Regions from separate parts of the Triticum aestivum genome. Here region 2 is linked to region 1. Evidence: chromatin contacts called from public Hi-C data. All regions are on one chromosome and are shown on one strand. The core of a region is the stretch at or near the end of the contact, and the rest is flanking DNA. Distances in the headings are between cores, read along the strand shown. Region 1 holds the start of LOC123085775 (hydroxyacylglutathione hydrolase cytoplasmic). Region 2 holds the start of LOC123081916 (acid phosphatase 1).

Evidence for each region. A called contact is a pair of places that touch in the nucleus more often than the background predicts.
Region 2: a contact with region 1 is called in a Hi-C map of leaf, with 6 times the contacts expected there. The contact joins the promoter of LOC123081916 here to the promoter of LOC123085775 in region 1. A contact is called at or near these places in 2 of 5 Hi-C or Micro-C datasets (both in leaf).

The regions. Positions count from the first base shown.
Region 1 is chr4A:178,914,509-178,917,802 of IWGSC CS RefSeq v2.1, forward strand. LOC123085775 (hydroxyacylglutathione hydrolase cytoplasmic) reads right to left here and starts at 1,623. Exons shown (of 8, transcript XM_044507477.1): 1 at 1,415-1,623; 2 at 1,209-1,331. The coding sequence starts at 1,461.
Region 2 is chr4A:179,308,139-179,311,432 of IWGSC CS RefSeq v2.1, forward strand. LOC123081916 (acid phosphatase 1) reads right to left here and starts at 1,680. Exons shown (of 4, transcript XM_044504420.1): 1 at 1,618-1,680; 2 at 1,044-1,460; 3 at 728-934; 4 at 211-599. The coding sequence starts at 1,423. The coding sequence ends at 422.

The sequences.
Region 1 (3,294 bases), core at 373-2,872:
CGGAACTTTCCGTTTCCCCATGGCTAGGCTACTATGTGGCTCAGTCCAGCACTCAATAAAACACATGTTGTGGCCCAACATCCAGATCGCTAATACCTAACGTAGTCTCCTTATACGTGTCACTATCCCCAGCAGGCCAGCCTACACCCTCCTGCCCATCCTCGCTGCACTGTCCAGGCGCCTCCACGTGGTGCGGCTGGTTTAAGAGATCATCGAAAGACGTTGTAGTCATATAAACTGGAATAGCTTGTTAGTTTGCTTGTGTTTTTCGAAATCATTAAAGGGGTCTTTTAGTTCCGGCGAACATACGGATTTGTATCACGTCCGCACCGTATTCATTACCGGTAATATCTCTTTCCGTATTCGTTTCCACTTCCGGAAAAAAAAAATAAGAAAACAAATGCGGCAACACTCAGTTCCGTCTGTTTCCGTTTCCGCTCCTTTTTTTTTGAATTTTCAGGGGGACGGGGGTGTCCCACCTGAACATTTCATTAAAAGAACAGGGGCAAGCCTCCTGGGGGCAGAATGTTTACATCATTTTGGGATAGACAGCACGGGGTTGACATAGCACAAGGTAAGCTGCAAGGGCGATCAGTCACGAGTCGACGTCTCCCTGTCTATCACTCTTCAGCCTTCCACGCCACAGAGCAGCGTCCTCGCGGCAGCGCTTGAGGAGAAGCGAAAGAGATGGCCGCAGGCCGCGGAACACCACACCGTTCGGATGCTCCCACAAGTGCCAGCAACACAGCAACAGGAAGGTGTCAACCGATGCCTGACCGATGGCCGGAGAGACGTCCAGCAGGTGCAGTGACTTGACCGACGTGCCAAGGAGCAGGACGCCCAGCTTGGTCCAGAAGGAGACGGCGAAGGGGCGGCCGAAGACAAGGTGTTGGGCGGACTGAATTTCTGCTCCGTTTACATCCCTAATTCACCTTGTAGTTATCCTCAGAGCAATAAGAGCATCAAGCTATTAGCTTTATCTTTCCTTTTCCATTTCTCCATCTCTATTTTCGAGTTCTATAAGAACACGTAGCATGATTACACGAGTGACGTTTTTGCAATTATACTGGTTTGTTCTGCAACAACTATAGAAGCACGAAGCAGAGCACATCCGTATTCTAGAAAGTAGTGACCCTCTTAACAACCAAGGGAAGTAAGCCGATGAATTGCTAGGCTGGGATGGGATGGGAATGGGATGGATGGCGTACCAGTGGTGGTGGGTGGTGAGGACGCAGTCGATGTAGGCGCCGACCTCGCTGGCCGCCGCCAGCACCTTCTCCGGCTCCACCGGGTCGACGGCCGCCGCCGCCTTGGTGCTCTCGTCAACGATCCTTGAAAAGAGAATAAACAGGATCTCAAACGGATCTCCGAGCAGAAGCTAAGCAACAAGGGAAGCAAGGTTCAAGATTCGTACAGGTAGGCATAGTTATCCTCCAAGCAAGCCACCGGAATGATCTTCATCCTTCGATTTCTGGAACGAAATCCTGACGGAGAAGAGTGGAAGCAGGCCGGAAGTGAGGAGAGGGTCGTGGAAGGTTTAAGAATGGGGAACAACCGCTTTGGGGAACCAGGGATCCTCTGTATCCGTCAATTTGGTGAACCAGGCCTGCCATCGTTTCTTTTTTCCCCTCTGTCTCCCTCTTTCTTTCTGAAAAATCTACGGAACCAATACAGGCGCCTATCGCTTGTGTAGTTTTATTTAACACAGTATAAACGCAAGCACTCATATACACGTGCATACATACATTCATCCCTATAAATGTATACACACATCCTACCCCTATGAGCACCTTCGAAAGACTGAGCCGGCATATCATCTTGAAATTTACAAAGTCACCTAAGCACCTCGTCGTCGACGGGAACGTCTCCTTTCACTGAATGCGTGTCGCCGAAAATCCTGAAATAAATTTAGGAATAAATGCGAGCACCAGGCTGAACCCTGGTGGGCTGGGATACCACGATCCCTTTAACCATCCAACCACATATTGGTTCGCATCGTTTGTGTAGTTGTGTATCTGTGTTTCATGACATTTTTTATAAAGAAAATATATTAATATCATGAATATATCAATTACATCCAGCATCTACAAAGTGTGTTTCACGGTATGCCCTAGAAAAAATCTTAAAACCCACCCCTCTCTCTAATATAACATAACAACAATAATAATACACCAATAACATCTTAGCATTATATAGGACGGAGGAGTAATTTCCCTTCTTACTACTGACGAAACGCACATCAATTTACTTTAAAATGCCAAAGCGTTCTTTGACTTGGTCTTTTTACTGGTTTGTCTGTTTTACTATCATCGGCGAGGGCTTTGAAAGTGAAACCCATTGGACATATTTTGGCGACCATTTAGACTATTAGTTATTTACCATCATATTTCTAATGAGTTTTCAAAAAATTGAACATTATTGTGCACAACCTAGTGTATACTAGAGATTCAAATTTTGTAATGTGTACTAGCAATCCATCTTTACAATGCAAGAGAATACAATCATATAACTCTCATCCAGCAAAGTGACATCACACAGGTATTGTTGTCCATTATAATCCTTCATCTTCCGTCTTTCGTCAACATCAATTACGCTATCTTATTTCCCAAGGCTAGTAGGTAAAATTGTGTCTATCATAGCTTGTCACAGAACTAGTTAAGACTTGCTAAACATTTAACGGTTTAAAAGTAAGTAAAAAATATGAAATAAATAGGGGAGCCTCACTCCAATATAATAAGATGATCCAACGGTGTGATTGTGAAAATATGCATTTATGTGTCCTTAGCAAAAAAAACAAGCGTTTCAGCTCACTTCAGGATCAATATATATTGAAACATTTGTTCTTTTTGTCCAGGACACATGCAGTCATATTTTTTCAATCCATCTGTTGGATCATATTATATTATAGGTGTGTTGGTTTAGTTTTTTTCAGAATTTTTGAGAACTTTTACACCGTTGAAAACCTTAACTAGTTCTGTGGCAAACTATTGTAGAAAATCCTACTCCAAGGCCATTAAGCATAACTATTTCTTTTCTTTTTGAGAGGTGGTGGTGAGGGTGTAACTCCCCTATAATTAAGCTACATTGATCTCATCCTAATTATGCAATGTCATCTTATTTTGCTAACCATAATTGTCCCTTGATTGAAACCCTAGTGAAATTCAAATTCAAATTATTATTTCTTCAAATAGTAAATAAAAAATGTTTGCTGGGTTGCAAATATTCACTAGCTAATTGTCATGGGTAAAACCAACATAATTTAAATTATTAAAATGGTCTCAACCTCAGTATAAC
Region 2 (3,294 bases), core at 430-2,929, 390 kb after region 1:
GCCGACCGTGCCGCCGCTGAGAAGGCCGAGGCCGACAAGAAGGCCGCCGAGGATGCCGCGGGTGCTGTCACCGCAACCACCACCGCGTGGCCGATTGAAGGGTATACATCACTTATCTCTCTCATGTTTCTTTCTGTTGTAGCAATACTAGCGATATGCGTAGATGTTTCTACTATATGCGTAGTACATGCTCTGTTAGATCGTAATCAGTGTCTTATCAATGTTGTCCATGTCATGCTCATGATTTATTCATGGATTAATTTAATCGGAAAACTGCCTATTTACTTATCATGATTTAAGTTCTACTATGCTTGTTTTGCCACATATCGGCCGTTGTTTACACGGCCTACGAATTAGTCGATCAGGCAGGCAGGCAGGCAGCGAGCACACCGGTGGCCGGCCTCCGGCGACCCGTGTGTTTTCACGGGACGAAGTACATGGGGTTTGGTATCTTGAACACGCGGTCACCGACGTTGTCGCCCTGCAGGTCGCTCCACTGATCCCCGACGTTGCCGCGGATCCTGTAGCCCTCGTCCACCAGCTGCTTCCTCATCGCCGACTTGAACACCGACGAGCTCTGCCCTCGGTACTCGGGAGTTCTGCAAACACATTCCGATCATGTTCTATGCCAGAAATCAACCTTGCCTCTCTCTGAATAGTAGCAAGGGATTCTCTATTACCAAAAATAGTGTGTGTTTAAGTCACCAAGAGGGTGTTGGTAGTGTACCTCATCATGAGCCTCTCGTACCCTGAGAACCCTTCTGACTCCAGATTCTGGGACGTGCAGGAGCCCAGAGTCTCCTCGTCCCTCCCGGAGACAAGGAAGGCCTTGAATCCCTTGTCCTGCAGCGCCGCGAACAGCTCAAGGACCGGAGGTATCCCCGGGCAGGCCCCCTGGCTAGCCCACTTCTTGAAGGCCATGGGATCGTACGCCCTGAAACACATCATATATTATTCGCTGGCTGCTAACTCTACTTGAAACTTGAAAGTAGAAACACGTTCTCTCGTTGCACTTGCACACAAGGAAATGGAGACGCACGTACCCGAAGCGCTTGGCCTGGTAGTAGAGCAGGTTGGAGAGGCAGGTGTCGTCGATGTCGAAGATCCAGGCGTCGAGGCCGTCGGCGGCGGCGGCGATCTGGTCGACGTACGCGGACACCTGCTCCATGACGCTGTCCAGGTCCCTGCCGTACTGGCCCCGGGTCATGTAGGCCTTGACGTAGCCGACGCAGGGCGCCGGCACCGTACGCCAGCCCCGCGCGTTGTTGGCCTCCACCATGACGCGCCAGCTGAGGCAGCCGGCCTCGTCGTGCGTGGCCGAGCTCGGCCAGAAGCTCGGCTTGGCGCAGCTTACGAAGCCGCCGCCAAGGGAGAGGAGGTGCGTGATCACCACCCACAGAGCAAGCGCCTGGGAGGAACCCATCAATGCCGCGCGCCCGGGATTACCAAACAAACGTGGGCTGGACAAAATACTCGAAGTAATGAGTTGGTACGTACGTCGTACGTAGGAGAAACACACCACATATCAGTCGTGAGAGACTCTTTCCAGGTCACGATCATGTTCCATTTCCAAACAAAAAGGGAAGGAAGGAGTAATAAGGAAGATCGTAATCTAACCTGGATCGACGCGCTAATAATGCTCGCGGCAGGCAAGGCAGACGGGTCGATCGAGACTGGTGTCCGAGTAGCAGCAGCCGGCGTACGTGTGGATTTTATAGGGAGGGGATCCAGGCCAGGCCAGGACCGGAAGGTTCGTGTCATGAGTCAGCCTCCAGTGCAAGGAAAAGAATAGGAATGATTACGCCATGGAAGAAGCATGCGGCCTGCGTTGGGGTTAGGACGATGGTGCCCCATTTGCACCGCAGCGCCAGCGCGCTCCGGTGCGCGCCACGTCAACGCAACCGCGCCGCCACTGCTCGCTAACGAATAACGATCGTGTGTGTGATGGCGACCTCGCCAAAGTTGGCTGGCCGGCTGCTCTTTGTTAATCGATCAAGGCTAGCTGATGGTGCTGGTCAACAAGCGCTGACAAAGCAAACGTTGGGTTGGGAATTGCACGAGTGGAAGGACATTGACCACCAGATGGGAACCCCAACCCCTCCTACTAACGCCACGCACAACATGTCTGCCCTTTTTGCCGGTGCCGGCCATGTACACCGGCCCCAGCTCCACGCACGCACGACAACAAAGTCCACTGGGGATGATGGAGGGATCTAGGAATAATGGAGCATTAGATCATCTTAGCGGACTCGTCGTATTATTATTCTTCATACAGTTTTGTTAAAGCATATTTTGATGTGCTATAAGTATTGTACATCTAAATTCTATTTTTTCATATTTATACGGAGCATGTTTTATATGTATTAGCCTATTATAGGGAGGCTGTCGAGGGAGGGTGCCATGGAGAGTTCTCCACAAGAAAATTTCAACTTTTGTTGGGCACAACAATTGCCAAATTTCATTCCAATAGAATTAGCAGAATAGCACCATTTATGTCCTGTGTCAAAGCCGTTCACCAAATTTATAATTCCATTCTACGATCTTACGGAGAAGGTGCCACCCTTTGTAATGTTCCAAGCAACGTTACCCTGTCACGTATCCATGCATCCTCCCATAATTGTCCATCCCCGGCTCTTCAGATATAACTGTGACGTAGCACATTTACTCCAGCCATGTTACCATGTCACGTAAAGGACAACCTCTTCTTGAGCTTCGCCTCTAAATAGTTGCCATCCAGATAATATTTCTCACCAAGAATAGAACACATAGCGACTCTCAGTTCTCAAGGAGTCTCATTGCTTGCTTTTCCAACATTGCTAAGATGAAACCGTGGATATCAAGAAAACTTATCCCTCCTTTACTCTTTGGCGCACACATTTTCACCGTGCCATTCAATCCATATTTTCCTGGTTGTTCTTGTCACCTTACTGTCCATGGATAATTGTTGAGATCGGACATTAGCGAGCTCTCCTAGATTGTTCGTCCAGGTGTTAAAACACTAAGTCACTTCAGTTTACCCAGGTTCAAGCCACCGCCGAGATGTAACACCCTACTCCCGCGTTGTGTGTTCTTTCTTGTATATCGAGAGCTCTCATGCTTACATGGGCATACTGAGCTCTAAGTGTTCCCAATCCCCCCCCCCCCCCCCCCTCCTCCTCGTAGAAAACTTTGTTTGCTCCTTTTATAGTCCTGGGGGAGGCAGTTGACCTCACCTTCTAACCACTTGTTGTGGATATGTCAATGCTCCCCATACCTCACTAAAAAGGGCCACGGGAAAGATATGACGCAAGGAAT